Regions from separate parts of the Rattus norvegicus genome. Here region 2 is linked to region 1. A link is a contact called in public Hi-C data. All regions are on one chromosome and are shown on one strand. Each heading gives the region's core, a stretch centred on a gene start, on an enhancer-like site or on the middle of the called end of the contact. The rest is flanking DNA. Distances are from core to core; before and after follow the strand shown. Region 1 has its middle 260 kb from the start of Gata6. Region 2 has its middle 340 kb from the start of Rbbp8.

Evidence for each region. A called contact is a pair of places that touch in the nucleus more often than the background predicts.
Region 2: a contact with region 1 is called in a Hi-C map of the A7r5 cell line, with 2.5 times the contacts expected there. The contact joins two enhancer-like sites. A contact is called at or near these places in 3 of 12 Hi-C or Micro-C datasets (the A7r5 cell line, kidney and liver).

The regions. Positions count from the first base shown.
Region 1 is chr18:2,722,172-2,726,659 of GRCr8, forward strand. No RefSeq gene overlaps it. Among named protein-coding and RNA genes, the nearest start is that of Gata6, 260 kb to the left of the region's middle. Within about 2 kb of position 1,955, at least 10 of the 93 cell types and tissues checked have an H3K27ac peak or open chromatin away from gene starts, as enhancers often do. A contact at or near this core is called in the A7r5 cell line, where this site is marked.
Region 2 is chr18:2,858,558-2,863,045 of GRCr8, forward strand. No RefSeq gene overlaps it. Among named protein-coding and RNA genes, the nearest start is that of Rbbp8, 340 kb to the right of the region's middle. Within about 2 kb of position 2,509, at least 25 of the 93 cell types and tissues checked have an H3K27ac peak or open chromatin away from gene starts, as enhancers often do. A contact at or near this core is called in the A7r5 cell line, where this site is marked.

The DNA of each region.
Region 1 (4,488 bases), core at 705-3,204:
GATGTCATCTGAGGGAGACAGATCTAATCATGACATGTTGGGGACCCTCACCTGCAGAGCCACTCCTCCCATCAGTGACCATAAGAGCTCTTGCCTCTGGCTGCAGGATTTGACCTCCAGCTTTCCTGCAATGAGCTGGTTGTGGAGGCAGCCTGGGAGACCAGCTCCACACCACTCCTGCTCCAGCACCTATTTCTGTTCAGGCTGGGTGGCATGGCAGGAGTTGTCGGCCAACCCCTTTATTCCAGAACTTTCTCTTGACTGGCTCCATAGAGACAGGCCCTCAATTCTGTTGCCACTACTCACTACTTTTCTGCTTCTCAACTGTCAAGCTTCTCATCCTAACTTGTATGATAGCCTGGAGCAGCCCACACAAGAAGGCATGACTCTGCTCAGAGTGGCACCTGGGCCATGGAGTCAGGCAGACCTGGGAGAGTTGGCTTCTCCTTTGGCTTCCCTTATTCTTTAATCACAGAATATATGCTGAGTTCTTCCCCAGAACACTCAAGTTTCACAACCCAGATAAACACTATTCCTCTGTCACAAGAAAGAACAACTAGAGTTTTCTCTGGTAAAGCACTACCACAGAATTCCATCAATACCACCACGTTGACAGCTATTTTCATGGTTGCACTGTCTTCAGAGACTTACCAGTGTGTCAGATGTCTGGCTGTGTGGCTAAATTATGAGGTCATATTTACCAAATGCCCTCTGGGCTGGGCGTTAATGTGGAGTCTTTCACCATCAAGGCAAGCAAAGTCTACCCCATGGACTCTTGACACACAAGATAGCAAAGAGGAGGCAACTTGCCCAGGTTTACCTGAGTGTATGGTCCAGGTGCCAGCTCAGCAGCATGCCTCCTTTGGGTGGAGGTCCCAGGCTATTGTACAAATAGTCACTGAGAGTGAGCTCCCTTGGTGCATAGAAGGCTGACAGTGAGGAGAGTCTGAGGTTACCTAGGACTCTACCTTGGATAACAAGGCTGACAATGGTACCACCCATCATGCAGTTCAGAAGAATCTTGTAGAGACTGCTATCTCTCTATTATCTCCATGCCTACCCCTATCCTATCCCTATCCTATGCCTATCTCCATGCTTACCCCTCTCCTCACGCACATTTCTCTCCTTATTCCTTTTCCAATCCCCCTCTATCATCTCTCTCATCCTCCTTCTGTCCCTCCTTCTCTCTCTGTCCCTCTCTGTCTCCCCATCTCTGTCATCTCTATCTCTCTCTTTATCCCTCATCTCTATATCTGTCTATCTCTATCTTGATCTCTGTATCTCTATTTCTATCATCTATCTATCATCTATCTACCAACTATCTATCAATCTATATATCTATCATCTATCTATCTATCTATCTATCTATCTCTATTTCATCTCTCCATTTGTTAGTGAAGATTGAACCCAGAATCTTGTACTACTAACTCACACTCTTATTGCTACAAAGCTGTACCCCAAATCTCCACATGATTTGTAGATAGTATTTGGTCACTTTTAGGAATTTTACCTGTTTCAGGACCAGTAGAACTTCAAGATCTGGTGTTCTTGTTTCTTTTGAGACCCCCCACCCCGACCCCAAGCTCACAGGCCTGTGCTTTCTGAAGTCTCGCACCGCTTTAATTTGTATTATAGATTAAATGCATGTGTGTGCTCTGGCCAAACCATGCTTCAAACGGAAGTGTTTATCCTACACCTGAGAAACCTATTAGTGGCAGGAAATGAGTGTCTCTGCTGTGCCGTGTTTGGGCCTGGCTTGTAACCAAAAGCCAAGGAAGCTTCATGAGTGGAACTGGTGGGGATCGAGTCTTTGAAAGTCTCTTTGACCACAAATTTCCCAAGATACCAGCAGTGACAGGGGACTGGAGTAAAAAAACATCCTCCCTACATACTTCTTCCTTAGAGTTGCTGGCTGAGAAGCTTTCTGGGTGACTCATTGGTCCAAGCCTCTGACCTGAGCCAGACCTGCCTTCAGCTTCTGGATTTCTGGAGAAGCCTACAGGACGCCAGGCAGGAAGTGACCTCATGGTTGTTTTGGCCATGTGGGTGGTGTCCATCACTGGTAGCAGCTGAAGTTTATCAGAAAGTTTAGCCTTTGCACTTTGAGAAACCAACTACTATCTCACCCTCAATTTAGAATAATAAAAGGCGCATGGCAAAAACCATGTGCAGTAAACCAGATAAAGAACAACAGTGGGGAGTTTGCTGTTCCTGCCTATGGCTTAGGGACACAGACGTTTGCACTCTGCAGTCACACTGACAAAGTATTACCTGAACCAACTTTAAGAGAGTTCATGGAGGTAGGCTAGAAGCAGCAAAAAACAAAAACAAAAAAACAAAAAACCTCCCCACAAAAACAAAAACAAAAACAAAACCCATTTTAAGCTAATAATTTATGTTTATTAAATAAAAAGACTATTTGGTGAAAGAAAAAAAAGGATTTGGGTTTTTCAAGCGTTTTGTTCTAGTTTTAAAATTACTGGGGCTAGAAAGGTGGTTCAGCAGTTAAGAGTGTTTCCTGCTCTTACAGAGGAGGACCACAGTTCAGTTCCCAGCACCCTGTAGGTCTGCTTACTTCACTTCTAACTCCAACTCTGGGTGATCTGATGCTTCTTCTGGACTCTTTGGGTATATTCATACATGTGTACATATACATATATACACGTATAAAAATAAAATAGAATAACTAATAGTAAGAGTAGGGTATATTCATTGAACAAAGAATGGCTTCCTGATGATGTCTGCATACATGGTTCTGTGTGCTTTGGTCATTCTCCCTGTTTCCCTTTCCAGTCTCTCTCCCCATCCTTCTTCCTGGCTTCTCCCCAGTTGCCCGCCTTTTACTCTCTTGTCCCCTCACATCAGATTGCACACAGGAGAGAGACCATGTGCCCTTGTGAGGCTGGCTTATTTTGCTTAACACCATCTCCAGTTCATTCAGTTTTCTGCAAATGGCATGATTCCCTTCTTCTTTATAGCCAAGTAAAACTCCATTGTGTACATACACAACACTTTCTTTACCCATCTATGTGTTGATGGATATCTAGGCCAACTCCACTCTTGGATATTGTGAATGTTTTTTTAATTGTTTATTATAGTCCTAATCTTCCATCAGACTCCCAGCTGCTCACATCCTTTTCTTTTTCTGACTCAATTGGTATGGTACACTTTTGTAATCTCTCTCTTTCTCTCCCTTCTTTTCTCCCTCCCTCCCTCACTCTCTCCCTCTCTCTCCCCTCACCCTTCCTTTCTTCCTCTCTCTCCATTGCTTTGGCATGGACAATCTCCAACATGTTGTGGACCCAGCAAGGCACTATTCAGAGTTTCACTCCAATTCTACTGTTCTGGGTGGAAGAAACTATACTTGACCCATCACAAGCCACCGACTTTCATTGTCCTCTTTTGTGTCGCACCTACTGCCACCACCCTTGTTCACTCCCTTCCTTCAGGTTTCATAACAACATTAAAAAATGTGCCCTTTCATTCTTTGCTTTGTGTTTAAATTAAAACTAGAATACTTTTAAACTCCTTAAATGGCTATGATAATACTTCTGTAGTAGCATCCCCTGATGATTTTACAAATCATTCAGAGAGTTGAAGGACCTTAAGTTTAGACAGAGTAACCTCTGACCCTGTCCTTAATCAGGGGCCTATAAACTGTCACTGTGAATTCTTCACCCATGGTCCTTGGAGACCTAAAAAGATTTAGAAGGATGAATTGGGTCTCAAGGTTGAGCAGCAGCTGGTTCGTCTCATCTTCATTACACTTAAGCTGAGAGTTGAGAAGTGAGTTGATTCCATCACTGGATGATGATCTGTCATAGCAACGCACTTGCTTCTCCTTCAGTCCCCACCAATACCCAAGTGGATACAAATGGAGGAAGAAATACCCAATCTCCAGTGTGTCTACTGTCAGGAAACAGCCATAGTTCATGGGCCTGGTCCCTCCAAGAAGGCACAGTCACTGTCCAGTCATGTCAGTGAGTGACCGCAGCTTATTTGAGAGTGTCACCTTTCCTTGGTGTCTGTAGTGTAGAAAAAGATATGATGAAAGTTGTACCTTTGTTCATAGAATTCCTGAGGAAAGGTGAACAAGTCCTCAAAAAGAAGTTAGTCACAATGTGAACTTATAGAGTGAATGAAGGCTGCATTATAATAGGAAGTTACTCATATACCGTAACAGGCGCTCACTGCCATCAGGCCGTCTGATCTTCTCCTCATGCCCACATTACTTCTTGCTGTAATGAGGTTAATGGGAATTAATACATATGTATTAGGGAAAGGAGAGGCCCTTGGGGATATGAGCTAACTATCAGCCCAGTACTTCTCTCTAGGTAGATGACAGGGTACTCCAGGGGAGCACTGAGTAATGGTTGAAAGATAAATTACACACAGGCTGGTCAATATCTCACCAATTAGGCTTACTCTATTTCTAAAGAGTACATTTCTGAGAAAAACTCTAAGCATTTCAAATGATTACGTTACTGT
Region 2 (4,488 bases), core at 1,259-3,758, 140 kb after region 1:
GCATGGCAACATGGGAAGGGGTGTGTAACTGTGCATCACAGGCACCTGCTCAGAGTAGACATGGCTTGTAGGATACTCGTGGATATGGTGTGGTCAGCCATGGGAGTGCCTCCATCAGAGAGCAAGAAGCATGAAGGAAACAGAAGAGGCCAGAGAAGAATGTTGAGAGCCAAACAGGATGGGTGAGTTGTGGAGGCTACTGTAAAGGTTAGAGAGACGAGAGAGAGAGAGAGAGAGAGAGAGAGAGAGAGACAGAGAGAGAGAGACAGAGAGACAGAGAGACAGACAGAGAGGGAAGGAGGGAAGGAAAGGGAAGGGGAGGGGAGGAAGGGAGGGGGAGAGAGAGAGAGAGAGAGAAGAAAGGAAGGAAGGGTAAGAAAGCCAACCAAGCAAGCAGGGAATGCACAGAGGACCTCAAAGACTCCATTGGAGAGTTCAAAGTTATTTATATGTTCCAAAAAGTTTTCTTTTCAGAATCAGATCCATGCTTTTGAAAACTGACACTTGCAGAATATTGGAGAGTGGGTTGGAAGAAAGAAGAAAGTGGAAGAAAACTGAGCACTTGCAACATGGGAGGGGTGGCCCGAGGGAGAGTGAGAACCAGGAAGGCTGAGGTTGTACAGCTCTGGCCACATTTAGACAGCAGAATACACAGGGCGAGTTGCTGTGATGGGAACAGGGATGGATCAAGATGAGCCAGGGTCACTGCCAAGTTCTGGTCACCACAACTGAGAGGAATATAGCATCAGCAATGTGAGAACCCAGAAAGAAAGGCACACTTCTGATAAACAGATCAGCTTTAGGTGGATGCATTAAAAATATCTCTGGAAACTTTCAGCCAAGATCTTTACTGGCTACTTAGATATGTAGTTCTGAAAAAACAAAACAAAACAAAACAAAACTGTGTTCTATTCATAAAACTGAGGGTAGCCAGCATATGTCCTGGAAGATGAAGGCAGCCGTAGATGCATTGGACCTGAGTAAGAGAAAAAGGGATCCCAGTGTGCCCAAGCTCTGGAGGAAGACAGATTGTCACAGTGGGTCAAGAGTGGACAGAGCACATCAATGAAGTATGGAAATAGTCCTTAATTGAATTAATTAGAGTAGCTTTCATTAGTGGGCAAACATGCCCTGTGGTGAATATCATATGCATGTTAGCTAACTTTTGGCTACTATAGAAAATAGCAGAAATATGCGGTTCTGAGAGAGAAGGGCTTACTGTGCACAGCTCGTGGTTTGTGAAGTTAACTCGCTCCATTAGGCTCTGTTCTTGGGCTTTTGATGAGGCCCAGCACCATTGTGGGAAGTGAAGAGGAGTGTACCAACATCCTTTGCAAGGGCACAACCCCCCAAGTAACCTAACTTCCCAATGTTCCCTAATAATGCCATCAATTGGGGACTAAGGTTTCAACACATGGCCCTTTGAAGGATATTCAAGATCCAAACTGCAGCAGTCATAGTACCATACGTTATTCAATCCTACATAAGGTAAATAACAGTAACACTCAGTTCACAATTAAAAAAAAAGAAAGCTGCAACTTGGACAGATTCTATGACCCTCTGCGGTATCCATGTGGAAGCCTCCTATAGCCGGTAGATATTAAGAACATGAAATGTGCAATCAAGGGACTTATTTTAATATTAACTCAATTTTACATCGTATTAATTCAAATTTAATAACACAGGATTGTGCCCTTGGAAAACATTTTAGAATGTTTAGAATTAACTAAATACAGATTCATTATTTCCAATGGGAAAAAAAATGGTTCTGCAAGTGATAAAATACTGGGTTTGAAGACAGAGAGAAAAGAATGTGAAATATTTCATTAATAATTGCTCACATCAATTGCATGTTGAAATGATATTTTGGATATATCAGGTTAAGCAAAATTATTAAAATTAATTTTACCCGTGTTTCCTCTCTTCACTTTTCTTACAAAACTACAAGAAAAAGAATTCAGTTCCGTGAGTGGTTGTCACAGGTTTCCCCAGCGTCAGCCTGAGCAGCCTTTTCTGGAGAACTCGCCAGGCACAGTCAGCACGTGCTGGTTTGCGCCATTCCTGGGGTGGACTGACCCTCTCCGGTGCCCAGGACCAGCGGGTTTTCCTGTTTGCCTTTTTGAACTCTGTTTTCTCTGCGCCTTGGAGAGCCAGGGGCTGTGATGTCACTGTATAAACAGAGGGAAGGGTGGGGGCAAAAGCGATGCAGACGAGGGTGGAGGAGGCCGGACTGGAGGATGGGGGTGGGGAGGGAGATGGTAAAAGGTGGCTCAGTCTAGAGTGCAGGAATGGCTGGGGACTTTGTCCTCCGTGATTAAGAAGCAGAGAGGTATCCTGGTCCATAAACTAGGGGGCGGGGAGGAGGGGCTCAGAAAAACACGGGTCGCCTAGAGCTAATTCCCCTGATTAAAAATGCATTAGTTTGGAGGTGTCAGGGACACGCAGCTGTTTTCAAGGCAAGCCTGGCTCCAAGAGGTCCTCCCCGGCCAGGCCGCCTGGCGGCTCCATCCCGGGCTGGATGTCAGGGAGCGCAGCCTGCCGACGCTTGTCCTCTCACTGACAGGGCCCTGGCCAATGTCCTGCTGCTGAGGGTCGTGGTAATTTACATCCTCTCTGTGTACATTAACTTATCTGCAGCCGCGCTGGCTGCGCCGTTTCAGTCAGCCTGTCTCCTGTGCAGCCTGGGAGACTTCCCGCGACCCACCGACAGTCAGGGGGTGCAGGGGGAGCTGGCCCGCGAGCTCCCCAGCCCTGGGAACAGAAACCCACGCCTGCTTCTGACCTGGTCCCCACGCAGGCCTGGCCTGGGGGAACAGGAAGGGACAGCTCGGGCAGGGCAGAAGCAGGAGGCTAATTCATGACTCATGACTCATGGGCAGACTCCTCTTCAGTGACAGCCGGGACAGTTCCTGGTTATTTGTAGCCCCCCACCCCACCCCACCCCCGCTTTCTTTTCGCTGTAATTAAGCAGTCATTTGAGGGTCATTTCATACCGGTTGTAGGCTCCCCATTTTAATTATGCTCTAACTTTCAATGGGGGCAACAAGGGAGTGGAGAGGGAGGCATGGAGGCCAAGAGGGTAATCGTCTCTGAGAACGCGTGCACTTTTCATAACTCTTTCTGCATGACAGGCCCAGGGTGCAGGCTTGGCAGCCTGATGCTCTGTTTCAGCACAGGCCAAAGCCCTCTTCCCTGACACCAGTGGTCTTCCCTAAGAAGAGATCTGGCCCTGTTTGGAGGCAGATGTTGGATTTTCTCCTTTCCCCTCTGGCACCACACTAATCATTCTCTTTAATCACTGGGGCTTTTTAATGAGGCCAAGTAGGTATTTATGGAGCCGTCTACTCTTTAAATGTGGACGTTTGATAAGTCATTTATAACTTATCGCGGGTCAAGCCAGAAGAAAGGAAGTGAGAATAAAATAGAGTCCGGAGCCCGCTAGGAAAACTCCGCATATCTTTACGTGCTAGACGGTACCAAGCCCTTGTGACAAATGTTCAATCTGTCAGCTGTGAGCCGCAGGAATGTCCAGGGTCTGTCCCGATTGGGTGAAAATTCCCTAGCTGGCATTCTGAGTTCCCTCTCCTGTTTTCTCCCTTGGCTCTTTTTTATGAGTTCTTTGGACATCATCGTGAACTGCCGTTCTCTGGCGGATTCACACAAAGTTCCTTAAAGAACACTGGTGGGACACAGATGTAAAATAAAGGTCTGGGAGGGAGTTAAACTGGAAAGTAAGAAAAGTCGTTGCAGAGTAAGTATCCTGTGCTCACATTTTACCTGATGTCATTGTTAAAGCTGGGGTTTCTCGCAGCAGCAGCAGAGAATGTATTGACTTTGCTATCTCCTCGATGTTCTGTTGATAAATACATCCCACCTTTGTGTCTGGGGGCCGGGGGGAGGGAGCCAGCATATAGCACATCTAAGAGAACTTGCAGAGGAGCAGACCAGCTCTGCCAAGTTCAAGTGTGAGTTACACTCACGGGGGTCATCATCCTCTTACTGCACCACTAGGCTTCCAACATATCTATTTTCATTATTAATAATAATGCAGCTAGTAACAGTAATTGCTAAGCAAGATTTGACTTATCTGTTTCATGCAAGGTACTGGGTATGTTTGTTCTTACAAAGCTCAAGTCCCCTCGGCTCTCAAAGCCTTGCTCCTTCATGAACACACAGATAGGAAGCACAGCCACAGAGAAGAGTGTCAGCAGACAGGATACCTAATCAGCCAGGCTTACGAAGAAGAAAAAAGCACCTACCGGCTTCTCTGATAAAACTAAATGAAATACAGGATGCTGTATACAAACCTCACTCAAACAATACACTAATCTCCTGTATAATCGTGGCCGTGCAGCAGCTATGGAGTGTATATTCTGCAGTCACGAGTAAGTATGACACGGGAACCAGGAAGAGTTTTAGAGGCCGTTATCGGGAGCTTGTATCTCTATGTAACCATGGCATAGTATTCAATGTATTCTCTAAATGCAC